2 separate regions of the Gossypium hirsutum genome follow, and region 2 is linked to region 1. The links are chromatin contacts, called in public Hi-C maps. All regions are on one chromosome and are shown on one strand. The core of a region is the stretch at or near the end of the contact, and the rest is flanking DNA. Distances in the headings are between cores, read along the strand shown.

Evidence for each region. Hi-C and Micro-C count contacts between places; a contact is called where the count stands out from the background.
Region 2: a Hi-C map of leaf shows a contact between it and region 1, with 2.0 times the contacts expected there. The contact joins the promoter of LOC107903631 here to the promoter of LOC121223713 in region 1. A contact is called at or near these places in 2 of 34 Hi-C or Micro-C datasets (callus and leaf).

Annotation. Positions count from the first base shown.
Region 1 is chrA01:87,119,283-87,122,192 of Gossypium_hirsutum_v2.1, reverse strand. It overlaps LOC121223713, which reads right to left and starts at 1,460. Exons shown (of 1, transcript XM_041105959.1): 1 at 823-1,460. The coding sequence starts at 1,282. The coding sequence ends at 1,040.
Region 2 is chrA01:87,833,334-87,836,243 of Gossypium_hirsutum_v2.1, reverse strand. LOC107903631 (microtubule-associated protein 70-2) reads right to left here and starts at 1,402. Exons shown (of 12, transcript XM_041077146.1): 1 at 712-1,402; 2 at 485-570. The coding sequence starts at 970.

The sequences.
Region 1 (2,910 bases), core at 211-2,710:
TTTATTATATTATTTAAATATTATATTATGTAATACCATAATGTTTAATTTAATTCAAAAATAATAAATTAACAAAATGTTTAATTTAATTCAAAAATAATAAATTAACAAAATTATTAGAAACAACTTATAACATATTTAAATATTATATTTAAATTTATTTTTTATTTTATTAATACATACCATTAAGTTGTGAATTGCACGGGTTGACCGCTTAGGTAATAGGGTGATGCATTGTGTTAGTCTTGAGGCTTAGTGGCTCACTTGATACTCTTTGGTTGAATTACCCCTTCAAATATCCATGATGTTGTAATGGTCGATACTTAACTTCATTGTACTTAAAACATATTTTGTCATAGAAAAATTGAAAATGCATGTGTTAAGCACATAATCATGTTGGAGACTTGGAGTAACATAGTGTACAAGGATGCTTATAAGAGTGTTTTAAGAGTTGTGCTATCTATAATCGGTGTAGTGACCTGATTATAGATGTCATGATAGATCTCATAAGGAGGCTGAAGATCCAAGGAGAACCACCACGAGTTTCTTATGGTATGGAAACGGTAATTACAGTTTGCTCCTTCTTTGGCACTTGGTTCTGTTTCTTGTTATCACCCCCACACATCAAATCTTTTCCTTTCGGTTTAAGTAATTGACTTGTTTTACCTGGTGGTTAGATTTGGTGCATCCGTTGCGGTGTCTGCCCTATATATTTTTTTATGTTTGAGTAGGAAAAGAGGAGTGGGTACCAAAAACAGAGAGGTGATTTGCTATAAACCAAACTGTGTTCCAGAAACAGAGGGAGCTTAGCTGGTTTAAATGTTTAATTCAAACAAGAAGACCTTTTAAGTTATTAATTAATATAGGGGAGAAACAGAGGAAGTGTTTTCTCCATAAACATATCCACAACAGATAGATCCATAAACAGGGGCGTGATTAAAAAAGAACAGAAAAATCCAATCTAATCCTAAAAAGCTGTTGGTGGGTATGAAAGTAACTATTTCCTCTTACTTTTGCTTCTACAAGGTGATGGAAGTTTCTAGGAATGGCCAACAGCTATAGGTCTTTCAGCTAATCCGAGAGGGGAACGGGAGCGTTGCCTGGTGATCTCCCGAAGCACTCGTCTCATATCAGCTTGTTGCAATGACGGGTGCTTGATCTTCTCAAACTCTCGCTTTATCTTCATCACTTGGCTATGAATTGGGACGCCTTTATATCCATCTTCATCTCTTATAGCTGCTTTGTTGTTGTTGTTTTCATGGTTGATCTTCTTTTGCTCCATATTTGTAAACCTAATTCGCACCCTCTCTCTCTTTTTTTTTTTGTTTTTTTTATTTGGCAGATTTGCAAGTTGCAAATGCTGCTGCTTCACGCCCAAGGCCTTGTAGTTGTATACCTGTTTTTTTTTTTTTGGAGGGGGGAGAGTTTGAAGGGTTTATATATATAGGGTGATAATACTGAAAATGACATGATTTCTTCATGAATAGCGAGGAAAAGGAAGCTGTTTGGCAAAGGGTATGTAATTTTCGACACTTTTTTGTTTTTATTTAAAATGAGTATAGAAGTCTCTTTTCAATACTTAATTTTGTTAGCTTTCCCAAACTACCCCTTTTAGAAGACGTGATTGTTTTTATTATTATTATTTGTTTCAATGACTTGCGGGATAAGTAGGATCGTATACGGTTGATTTCGAATTTTGATACGGTAATTGTGAATGATTGTATATAGATTGTATAAATTAATTTGAATTTGAATTTGAATTTCTATTTGATTAAATGTGTAATTGGAGATATAAATTAAAATTATAAAAATAAAATTTTAATTATAATTCAAACATATATACGAATACGATATTTTAATTTAATTATATAAATTAAAAATAAATATTTATATTTAATTTTATGTTAGATATATATAATTATTTTTGTATATAATATGTAAACATCAAATATTATTATATTAATAGTAATAATAACTTCTAAATTTAGTGACAAGAATATTTGTGTTGTAACATTATAATTTGAATATTTTTACCTCAATTATTAAAAAAAGATAATAATAATGATTTGTGAGAATTAAATTAAATAAAAATTATATATCTAAAATTCACATATCAAAATTTAGGCAGTTAATATTATAGCGATGGGACCATCGTCCCATAATTAGACTAATGGCTATAAAGCTTAACGTAACTTGGGGTACTTGATGTAACAAAGATTAGGCAAATGGATATTTGGGACGTTAAAGGTAAAGGTAAAAAACATGGCATATTACCTACACTCCATCATTGCTTATTCAGCAGCCTTAATTCAAAAAGCTAAATGTAACGTTGATTTTTCATTTTCTAATTAAATTAAAGGTTGTTATAAGATAGGGTCCCCCATTGCATCTTAATCTTAAATTAATTGGGACAACACCCAAATTTTCCACATTCAAAGCCACGACAGAGCTGTCCTGTCCAAAGCCAAACGCTCTTCCACGCGGCATTTACTCAATATCTGACGAAAATGACTCCATGAGAGGAAGTTTGGCTTTCATCTTTATCACGTTTGTTTCATTTTACATTAATAGTAAGATTGGAGGTTTAGAATTTTTTTGCCATTAATATGATCAAAACAGGTAAAATCATTCAAGTTAATTTTTATAATTAATTTATACCAAGATTTAAAATTCCTTTATCATTAAGTTAACATTTATTTTTTATTTTTTTAAAAAAAATTAGAGATAAAGGGTATGAGTTGTTTATTAATTATTGATATCAATGAGATTTAAATTCGAGTTTTAACGCCAGCAGCTACTCGTTGCGTGAAGCATGAGTATGCCAAGTGGCGTTTCAGGATTTGCTTCGTCTATAACTAATAAATATCCACTTCAGATAAAAACAGAAAAGAGCAATTTTTCTCTTGGAGT
Region 2 (2,910 bases), core at 153-2,652, 710 kb before region 1:
AGTTATGTATTATGTATTTCAGCAGATTACATCCGCAAAAACCAAGAAACTATCAGAAGTTTAACATAGGTTTGCAATCAGCAATGGAGACACAGGCAGACACGAACATTTACTCATCAATTTTGCAGGATCTGCTTTTCTTCTGTAAAATAACAATTTACACTGAAATACAAACAGTCCTATCTTCCATCAATTCTTTTGTACAAGCATCATCATATCTAAACTTAAAATAAACCGTAATCTTTTCCCAAAAAAATTAAACATCCATCTAAGTGGAGGGAAAAAAAAAGGAAAACATTGGACTTTCCACACTAAGATCAGAAAATATAAAAAAGAACTAACAAATTTCCAAGATTTTCAAAATAAATTACTACTTAAATTACCACCATTATTAAAGCGTTTTCACCAATCAGTTAAACCTAATTTCTTAAATAAAATAAATACCAATGATTATATTTTTCCAAAAAAAAAAAAAGTAATCGACCTCTTCGACAGCCTTTTCTCTTTGCCTTTCAGACATCTTTAATGCTTTAATTTCTGCTTGTGCTTCTCCCAATTCTCTATCTTTATCTGTAACCCAAAACAAAAAAAAAATCAAAATTATAATTATAATTATAATAAAATAAATACATAGGGTTAATGTTAACTAAAAAGGAGCTAAATTGGGCCGAATCAAGGCGAAAAACAACTAGATCGAGCTACATTCCTCACCTCTAACTTCATTCTCCAACCGATTGAGCTCTACTTTCACCGGATCCGACCCGTGAAGCAACGTAATGAACTCATTATCCGCATCGAAGCTAGGTCTAACAGCTCTCCTCCTCGACGAACCTTTCCCTCCACTCTCCTTAAACGACGCTGACACCGTCAACGGCGGAGGTACTCCCGTCGAGCTTGACGTCACCCTCACCGGCGACTCACTCCTCGCATTGTTTCCTACCTCCACCGCTTCGCTGTCAATCTCCGCCATCTCCGATTCAAACACTTCCTCTCACCACTTCAACCCCCAAATGCAACGAAATCCAAATAAAAAATATTTCCAAAGAGAGAAGCTTGCTTCACATCTGAAACTTCAAAGTGTGATCCAAATGCTAGGGTTTTCAAATCAGTTCAAATACAGCTGTTAAACAGATTATTAGATATAGAAAAAAAAAGAGAGAGAGAGAGAATGAAGAAGAGAGAAAATAATGTTTACTGCTTTTTTTTTCTCTCTCTCTAGAATGTGGATTTAAATCTGGTTACAGTGACTACTGACAGAGTGAAGAGAGAGAAAATAGAGTAATTTAGCAAAGGAGATTAAATTAATTAATAATGGGACTAATTTAATGCAAGTGTTTTGTGTTTAGAGAAGGGAAAGACTTTGCCCGATTTTCAGCAGACAAAAAAGCGTGTAAGTTGGGGGTCTGTGTATTATCGGACGGTAAAACTTCAACTTTTAGTCGCCTTGTTTTTTTTATAAACTAGGATTCAGTTTAGGATAAACCGGGGGTGCAATACGCATAGGGGTTGCTAAAACGGTTCAGGGTGCGTAATACGCAGCAACTTTAGTAGAATCCAATTCGCAAATCTGGACGGACGCAAAATCCCGTATATATATATATGCATATAGTTTTGTAAAAAGTTTTGATAAATTATATTTAAGTTCATTAAATTATTAATAATTTATATTTTAGTTATTTAATTTTAAAAAGTTATAAAATGATTATAAAACTATTTGAAAGTTTTCATTTAAGTTATTAGGCTATTAAAATCACTGATGTATAGCATTCTTTGTTCAGATCACTTGCACCAATCAAAAGTTCTCATTCCTTCTCTTTTTTATAGTTTAGGTTTCATTAAACAACTTTGAACATCAAGAATCTCCAAACCAAAATCCAAACATCTTTCTTCTCCAATCTCTGACAATGACCGTTTAATTAAATTGGATTTTTAAGGTATGTTCCTCTATTGATCCTTCGTACCGATCATCTAATCATTACTTGAAGCTCACTAGCTAGACTTTTACGAAAAAAAAAACTTAACTATCCAATGAGTTAAATAAAATTTTTGAATAGTTCAGACATAAAATAGAACTTTCACATAATTGAGTGGTCATTTTATAACTTTTTAGGGTGACCGAAACGTAAACTTACTAATAGTTTATTGAACTTAGGTGTAATTTACCTAATTTTTTTTGAAAAAATGATCAATTTTGAAATTCAATCAATATTTGTAAAAACAAAAATTAAGTTTTTTATTCTAAATTCAATTATTAACATTAAAAAAATTTAATTTAGTATGTTCATGTAACACCCCATATCTGACTTGATCGCCGGGTTCGAGCTACAATATGTCACATTTGTTGCCAAAACAACTACAGTCATAATAGCAAAACAAATAAATAGCTTACGCATGTTATTAAGCTCAATACATAATTACAATATGTTATATAATTAAAATCAGGATTTGAACAAGCTTATGAAAGATCTTTCGATAAACTGAGGTTGGTTGATGACTAAAATGTAATACTTTTAAAATTCTCAGGTTGGCGTCGCGACATCGAGGGTATCACATCGCGGCCTTAACAAAACAGTGAATGTCGTCGCAACATCGAAGGTTCATGGTTGCGATGTCACTCTTTGTCGATTTCACGTCGCGACATTTAGGGTCTGTCGTCGTGATGTCACCTACTGTTTTGCCAATATCCATTAAACATTGATTTCAAATGCCAACAAAAAAATCAACACCATATCATTTAGTACCTAAAATTCAAGTAGACATTTGCATCAATTTTAAATTCAACATCGTTTTTCTAATTCATGTATTAAAGTTAAGTTGACATTTACATTACAAAACCGACTCAAACCTTAGGTACATGCCATATATTGAAAACATAAAGAATTATACAAATATTGATGAGTCAAGAGTTGT